Regions from separate parts of the Triticum aestivum genome. Here region 2 is linked to region 1. The links are chromatin contacts, called in public Hi-C maps. All regions are on one chromosome and are shown on one strand. The core of a region is the stretch at or near the end of the contact, and the rest is flanking DNA. Distances in the headings are between cores, read along the strand shown. Region 1 holds the start of LOC123189316 (histone H2B.1-like). Region 2 holds the start of LOC123189317 (ferric reduction oxidase 7, chloroplastic).

Region 1 (4,246 bases), core at 1,288-3,787:
TGATCAATAGTTCTTTCCCTAAAAACACAACCAACACAACTATCCAGGTGGTCTCTGGAAGCATCGGTTAGTCCATTATAAAGGATATCAAGTATTTCATTTTTTCTTGAGAGGATGATCAGGAAAACATTAGGTAATCAAAGAAGCCTCCCCCAAGCTTGTGGGAGACTCTCTTCTTCAATTTGCACAAAATTATATATTTCCCTTAAGGCAACTTGTTTCTTATGAGCAGGGAAATATTTAGTAGAGAAGTAATAAATCATATCCTGGGGACTAAGCACACAACTAGGATCAAGAGAATTAAACCATGTTTTAGCATCACCCTTTAATGAGAACGGAAACAACTTACGGATAAAGTAATAGCGGGTTTTCTCATCATGAGTAAACAGGGTGGCTATATCATTTAGTTTAGTAAGATGTGCCACAACAATTTCTGATTCATAGCCATAAAAAGGATCATATTCAACCAAAGTAATTAACTCAGGATCGACAGAGAAATCATAATCCTTATCAGTAATAAAGATAGGTGAAGTAGCAAAAGCATGGTCATGTTTCATTTTAGCATTCAAGGACTTTTCTTTAAGCTTAGATAATAATTTCTTAAAATCAGATCTATCATTGCAAGCTAAGAAGTCTCTAGCAGTTTCTTCATCTATAACATAACCCTCAGGCACAACAGGCAATTCATACCTAGGGGGAGAATCTTCATCATCTCTTTCATCAATATTATCAATTTCAAAAATTTCATTCTCTCTAACCCTAGCCAGTTGTTCATCAAGAAATTCACCTAATGGCACAGTATTATCAAGCATAGAAGTAGTTTCATCATAATCATGCAAAGCAGAAGTGGCACCATCAATAATATGCGACATATCAGAATGAATAGCAGGTGTAGTTGTCGCAAATTTACTCAAAACAGAAGGTGAATCAAGTGCAGAGCTAGATGACAGTTTCTTACATCCCCTCGTAGTTGAGGGAAAATCTTGGGTCTTTGATCTTTTAAGTTCTTCATAATGATCAGCAGATATAAATCCCAAGTGACTCGAAGAATAGAGCTATGCTCCCTGGCAAAGGCGCCAAAAAATAGTCTTGATAACCCACGAGTATAGGGGATCACAACAATTTTCGAGAGTAGAGTATTCAACATAAATTTATTGATTCGACACAAGGGGAGCCAAAGAATATCTCAAGTATTAGCAGCTGAGTTGTCAATTCAACCACACCTGGAAACTTAATATCCGCAACAAAGTGTTTAGTATCAAAGTAATAAGATAGTAGTGGTAACGGTAGCAAAAGTAATATTTTTGATTTATAGTGATTATAACAGTAGCAACGAAAAAGTAAATAAGCGAAGATCAATATATGAAAAGCTCGTAGGCAATGGATCAGTGATGGATAATTATGTCGGATGCCCGGTCCTCCCCGCGAACGATGAGCGGCGGCGACGGCTCGCTCCGGTCGACCTCGCGCATGCCCGTCGCCTCGCCTCCTCGCCCAGTGGGGCGAGTCGGATGTGTAGGCGGGCTCGCGGCGCTGCTCCGGCATCAGCAGCGCCCGCCGGCGCCTCACCTCCTCCGTGTGAGCCCTAGCCGTCCGCGGCGCCGCCGGCACTGGGATCCTATATGGATCCAGATGCCAGTCGTGCGGCAGGGTCACGCCATGGTACGGCAGAGGCTGGCGGTGCCGCCAGTGCCACTCCGCCTGGTGCACTGGCACGTTCACGCGCCGCCTCTGCCGGCGAGGCGCCGGCGGAGGCGGGAGGAACTCTGCGGGGAAAGGGGTGGCGGGGGCCTTGCCATTGGCCTTGCTGCTGCCGGCGCCGGAGAAGAGCCCCATCTCGCTGTGGTTCTGGTGGCTAGGGTTTGTCGGTGACGGGGAAGCAGAGCTGGCTAGATGTGGACGGCGAGTTTGGATGAGGACGGCCCCGCCGCACGGTTGGCTTAAAAAAGGACGAGCGCCGTCGCTGACGCGTGGGCCCGTGGTCATAAATTAAGCTGATCGCGTGATGTATTGAATTGGTATTAATGTAAATAAATTTTGTCAAATGTAGGAGGCCGACAAGGACGGACGTTTGATGGCTCCGGTTGAATGGCCTCTGCCATGTCCATTATCCATCTTCCGACTGTTTCTGTGAATATTTGAATATTTGATGATGTTCATTAGGTGATCCGTGTTGGAGTTTTCATTCCCAGTTACTATGTTATTTTTTTAATTTATAGTACTCCCGGACACAGCCATGGGTCCCAGTGCCAAAATTAACCGCGAAATGGATCTCTCTCAAAAGCGCGAAATCGGAAAACATTCTCGCCGTCCGCGCTCCAAAATTGACCCGCTCTTCTCGTCTTCCCGGTCCCGCTCTTTCCAAAATGGCACTACCGCGCCCCACGCCCGCGATCCGCGCCGAAACGCATCCCGGACGTCCAGGTCCAATAGCGCCGAACGCATCCGACCGTTCAACATCACCGATCCGGGAGACACACCCCTCCACCAATCAGCGCTCACCTCTCCACCTCTATAAGTCCATCACCCCCGCTCTGCTTTCCCCAACATCTCCTCCCGCTCCAAGTCCCAAACCCCTTCCGGCGGCGAAGCAACACACCCTCCCTTCTCCCCCTCCCGAAGCAGCGATGGCCCCCAAGGCGGAGAAGAAGCCGGCGGCGAAGAAGCCTGCGGAGGAGGAGCCCGCGGCGGAGAAGGCCGAGAAGGCCCCTGCTGGGAAGAAGCCGAGGGCCGAGAAGCGGGTTCCGGCGGGCAAGACCGCCTCCAAGGAGGGCGGCGAGAAGAGGGGCAGGAAGAAGGGCAAGAAGAGCGTCGAGACCTACAAGATCTACATCTTCAAGGTGCTGAAGCAGGTGCACCCTGACATCGGCATCTCCTCCAAGGCCATGTCCATCATGAACTCCTTCATCAACGACATCTTCGAGAAGCTCGCCGGGGAGGCTGCCAAGCTCGCCCGCTACAACAAGAAGCCCACCATCACCTCCAGGGAGATCCAGACCTCCGTACGCCTCGTCCTCCCTGGGGAGCTCGCCAAGCACGCCGTCTCCGAGGGCACCAAGGCCGTCACCAAGTTTACCTCCTCTTAGATCGCGTCGCCTGTATCTAGTAGCAAATGTAGTTCCTTGCTGTTGGCTTAGTGCTTGTCTGTGGACTCTGGTTATCTGCAAGTAATATTAGTCCTACTGTTGGATGAAAATTGCTGAATCATTGCAAATGGTTTGTTGGCTCGTTGGCCACCTGCAAGAAGTGAGTTATGTCCGCTGGTCTATTGGCCAATGAAGATTTCGGAAACAATGTTGTGTTGCTGGTTCTATTTACTGATTTCGGCGGTGATTTACTTAATGCCTAACATGTTCTAATTTTTATTCAATCTCAGACATGAGATTCTGCTTACAATTCCTGCCCCTCGCATATAGGTTTTCAGGTTTTTGTTTCTTCAGTTTGTGCAGAACCCAGTGTTTTACAGGTCGGTCTTAATTGCCTCGTCGCTGTCCACTGCTGGCCATGAATAAGAACAAACCGTCTGATTTGTTTGCCATGACTTGTTCTTGTTACGTATGGTACTCCTAACATTGCCTTGGCACTTGTTTGTTGCAAGAACAAGTGATGATTTGTTTCAGACTGAGCTTTCGTACTGATGCAATGTTTCAGATTTCTGAATCACCCAGATGTGTTCTTGTAGTTGCAGGTGCAGAAGCAAGTGCTCCTGTGTGCTAATCGTAACTGCTCGGTGGAAATGCTCTCGTGTTCAGGTCTGTGAATGTGTTAAGTCAGCGGTGTCCATACCGAAAAAGGCTTTCGCCCCGCTTTATATTATAAAGCAAACCGTCCAAGACAGTATCCAACAAAGTTCACACACACGCACACAAGTCTCGCACAACCACAAGTACATAAAAGGGTTAATGCTGAGGGCACAACTCAACAAGTCCTGGAAACAGAAAAAATAGCACCCACACGCCTACACCCAGCAACACGAACTCAATCGGGCTCCGGAGAAGGGGGTGGCGGCGGGGGCGCCATGCGGACGGCAATCGAGCGAAGGTCGGTGATGAGGGTGTTGATGGCGTCCCGGTCCTGGGGGCGGCTAAGCGACCGCCATAGCTGCAAGAAACCACACATTTTGAAGATTGCGTCAGTCGCCTGTCGGAGAGGCACTTACTGAATAACAAGCTTGTTGCGGATGGTCCAAAGCGTCCAGGCGAGGACCCCGACACACAGCCACCGAGTGTGGTGGTATCGAGGGGGG
Region 2 (4,164 bases), core at 853-3,352, 240 kb after region 1:
ACAAATGGGTGGAGAGGGAAGCCCAGTCCGCGGAGGAAATGGGGGAGGAACACCACCCTCTCATGGGGCCTAGGGGTGGGGATGAGCTGCCCCTCTTCGGGAAGCCGGTGCGCAATGTCGTTAGACAAGTATCCAGTCTTCCTCGGTCTTTTGCTGTGTCCCTCCGTGACGGAGGAGACCATCCACTTGCCTCCCGCTCCGGACATGACTGAAGAAGATTGAGGTGGGGTGTGCGGACTTGGGCGCTGGAGCTCGAGTGCGCGGAAGTGGATAGGCAAAGGAGGAAGAAGGTGTGGATGAAAAGGTGGATCCTTATCCCCTTATATGGGCGGACGCGACTATGCGCCCCCATCAGCCTGGTAAAACTCGCTTATCTCCCAAGCGCCGTAGTCAATGGCGCGGTTGGGTTACCCACACCCGTATTGATGAGAATCCCGGAATAAGGGGACACGATCTCTGCTTTAACAAGACGTGCCAAGGAAACCGCCTCGCTAAACGCGCTGAGGTGGGACAGTAAAACGATTCGAATAAAGACTTGGCCGTGGTGTGATGTCACGCTATGGAATACGTCAGCAGATTAGATTTGTGTAAATATTATTCTCTCTATGGCAATATGTGGAAACTTATTTTGCAGAGCCGGACACTACCTTTGTGTTCAAAATCTTCTATGAAGTACTTGGAGGAGGAACCCGCCTTACAATGCCGAAGACAATCTGCGCGCCGGACTCGTCGTCATTGAAGCCTGGTTCAGGGGCTACTAAGGGAGTCCTGGATTAGGGAGTGTCCGGACGGCCGGACTATACCTTCGACCGGACTCCTGGATTATGAAGATACAAGATTGAAGACTTCGTCTCGTGTCCGGAAGGGACTTTCCTTGGCGTGGAAGGCAAGCTTGGCGATACGGATATGTAGATCTCCTACCATTGTAACCGACTCTGTGTAACCCTAGCCCTCTCCGGTGTCTATATAAATCGAAGAGTTTTAGTCCGTAGGACGAACGACAATCATACCATAGGCTAGCTTCTAGGGTTTAGCCTCTCCGATCTCCTGGTAGATCTACTCTTGTACTACCCATATCATCAATATAAATCAAGCAGGACGTAGGGTTTTACCTCCATAAAGAGGGCCCGAACCTGGGTAAAACATCGTGTCCCCTGCCTCATGTTACCATCCGACCTAGACGCACAGTTCGGGACCCCTTATCCGAGATTCGCCGGTTTTGACACCGACAGAAACGTTCCCGTCAACTACAAAGACGTTTGTGACGACTTCGTCAATATTAAGATGGTGTGCCGACTCAGTCTCTAGAAGATGCTGATGAGTGTATGCTTGTGTATGTGAGTAGCTTCAACTGTGCCGTGTTAAAAAAAACTGCTATAGTCTATACGCACACAAATAAATGTGTGAGATACCTACAAGGGAAAAATACCATGGGTGAAACACCCAAGTTGATCCCTGGGATCAATCTTGGGCGGGTTGGGTGGCCACTGCCAACCCCAACCATCTCGTCACAGCTCGTTCTCGTCACAGACTACATTTTAAAGGTCACTTCTCTATAGAAGTATTCATCAACTGGAAATGTTCTTCTTTTTTCTGGATGATGAATCAACATCAAATGTTTACCTATTTGAAAAAAAGAAGAGTGTACATCTTATCCAGAAAAAAAAACGGTTGGATCTCTGAAACTCACCCGCCTATGATTATCTTACTGTATGCCTTTTTCTTTTTCTTCCAGGATATACCATGTTTATCTTCCCCTTCCGGTTATCCAACTCTGTTCTGGCACACACGCTGGCTGTGTGGCTCGCCGCTTGTCCACACCGACGTTGGACGTGACCACCTGAGCAGCAGGGTGAAAGACGCATCGGTTTCATCCTCCCGGCCGCCATCCGTCGATCGCCGTCGCCATTAACAACGACCAGCAACTAGCAACATATATCTAGTATTCTGTATTCACGCCTGAAGAAAAAATATTTTTATCCATGGCGCAGGCGTCGCGTATGCATGCTTGCTGCACCCTCCCACCCCAACCCCGCAACCCGTCCGTCGCAGTCGCCGTTACCAGCGAGACCCTCGTACGCCGAGTTCTGGACCGTATAAAGCGGCGGGTCCCGGCACAGAGAGACCCACAGGCCACAGCCAGACCTCCCTCCCGCCGGTTTACTCCTTCTTTCACCCCCCCTCGCCGCCACCATGACCCAAGAACGGGAGCCGCTCCTGAAGCAGAACGGGGGCGCCGGCAATGCCGCCGCCGGGGCGAAGGGCTCCCCTGCCGTGCTGCCGTCGCTGGCCAGGTCCGTGCTCAAGTTCCTCATGTGGGCGGTGTTCCTCACCTGGGCCGCGGGGATCTTCTTCTACCCGACCGCGCCCGTGCAGGCGGCGTTCCGCAAGTGGGCGGACATCACCAGCACGGAGGGCCTGATCACCGGCCTCACCGGTACGCGGCCTCCACGAATTCCTGCCCCCTCTTCTCTTTCTCCCCTTCCGTTGAGGCAGGGGAAAAAAGTAGGTGATCGCTCAGAAGGGGTTCGTTCGTACTAATTGGGTTCCCCTTTCGCTTTCTCGCCTCTCGCAGGGACCGTTTTTCTATTCTTCAGCGGGCCGATTCTGTTAATTGCAGCTCTGGCATATGTGTACATCTTCGCCTTCGCGGGTGATCACATCCAGTGAGTATTCCTCCTTGTCTGAATTTTGCGGCGATTTGGTGCTTTCGGTTCATTTATTTAGAGTTGATTCAGACGAGCCCTTTCTTTCCATGAATTGATACAGTACCTGGACTAAAAGTTAGAGTATCCTTTTTTATTCAAGCACTGGATTCTCTGGATACATTAGCAAAATCTTGCAGCTGCAGTCCGTTTCTCGTATAAGGTGTTATTGCAGGAGTTGCACAGGCTTACTCATTTTGACATGAAAACAGCACGATGAACTGAACCACCATAGAGACTCGAACTAACAAAATAGTACTCCATCTGTTCACAAATATAACATGTTTTGCATATTTCAATATGGACTACATATAGACTGAAATGAGTGACCAAACACACTAAAACGTGTCTATATACATCCGATTCACAAAAAGGTTACCAAAACAAATTTTATTTGTGAATGGAGGGAGTAGTATAGTTTTCCCTTACTCACACCATAGAAATTCCAAACCACCAAAAGAGTGGCCTGCCTCATGCTGCCATCGCTAATTATTTACCTGCTCTTTGCTACCAGAAAGAAGAAGCTGAGGTCACTGAGTTTCCGACTCTGGACTTTTCCGGTTCTTGTTGATGGTCCGCTTGGTGTTGTTTCCGCTGTTGAGTTTATCGGGATCGTCTTGTTCATCGTCTATATTGTCTTCTCGATGACCTATTATGTTGTAGACAGTGTGAGCTTCATCTCCAAAGCGCACTTGCCCCCAACTACTCGCAGGTATGTTGTATTATGAAACCTGTTAGTGAAGAAATGTTTCATGCCAGTACTGATCGACTAATCCTGTTCTTATCCTTACAGTTACCGAGCATGAAAAATACCAAATTATATTTTCATTTAGTGATAGTACCATATTATTCTCATCACCGCGGCTAAAGTAATGAAGATGGTATAGATCTTGGTGTCAATACATTATTAAGCCTCAAGTATTAGTTCTTGTAGGGGTAAAGTTTTATGTGGTTGAAACTGAAGTTATGAGACGTTCAGAAAAAGATTGGTGGAGTATGGATCATTGTATAGTCATTTTTAGAGCCATCACTTAGTTGACATGGAAATCAAAATGAAACATATAGATATATCTGCAGTAACTTAAATTAGTGATCTGTATATGCCAAATACATATTGATATGAGTTGATGGTACCTTGTTGTCCTGTAACTGATTCAGAATGCTCAGTTGACATGCTACTACTGAGACTGATGATGTTGCTGAAACATAGCATATATAATAGTAGAAATTAGTTACCATCTCAACACAGTTCTAAGACAGTATAAGTTTTGCCTTGCAGTGAGTTGTTACTGGCTCTCATAGGCCTCCGTTTCGGATCAGTTGGCTTGTTTTGCATGATCTTCCTGTTCCTGCCTGTCTCAAGGGGTTCAGTTCTTCTCCGGCTTATTGACATTCCATTTGAGCATGCTACTAGATACCATGTCTGGTTGGGGCATCTCACAATGGCTCTCTTTACGCT

The links. A called contact is a pair of places that touch in the nucleus more often than the background predicts.
Region 2: a Hi-C map of leaf shows a contact between it and region 1, with 4 times the contacts expected there. The contact joins the promoter of LOC123189317 here to the promoter of LOC123189316 in region 1. A contact is called at or near these places in 2 of 5 Hi-C or Micro-C datasets (both in leaf).

Annotation. Positions count from the first base shown.
Region 1 is chr2A:540,869,707-540,873,952 of IWGSC CS RefSeq v2.1, forward strand. LOC123189316 (histone H2B.1-like) reads left to right here and starts at 2,538. Exons shown (of 1, transcript XM_044601710.1): 1 at 2,538-3,196. The coding sequence starts at 2,628. The coding sequence ends at 3,086.
Region 2 is chr2A:541,113,005-541,117,168 of IWGSC CS RefSeq v2.1, forward strand. LOC123189317 (ferric reduction oxidase 7, chloroplastic) reads left to right here and starts at 2,103. Exons shown (of 10, transcript XR_006495702.1): 1 at 2,103-2,437; 2 at 2,576-2,666; 3 at 3,220-3,417; 4 at 3,985-4,164.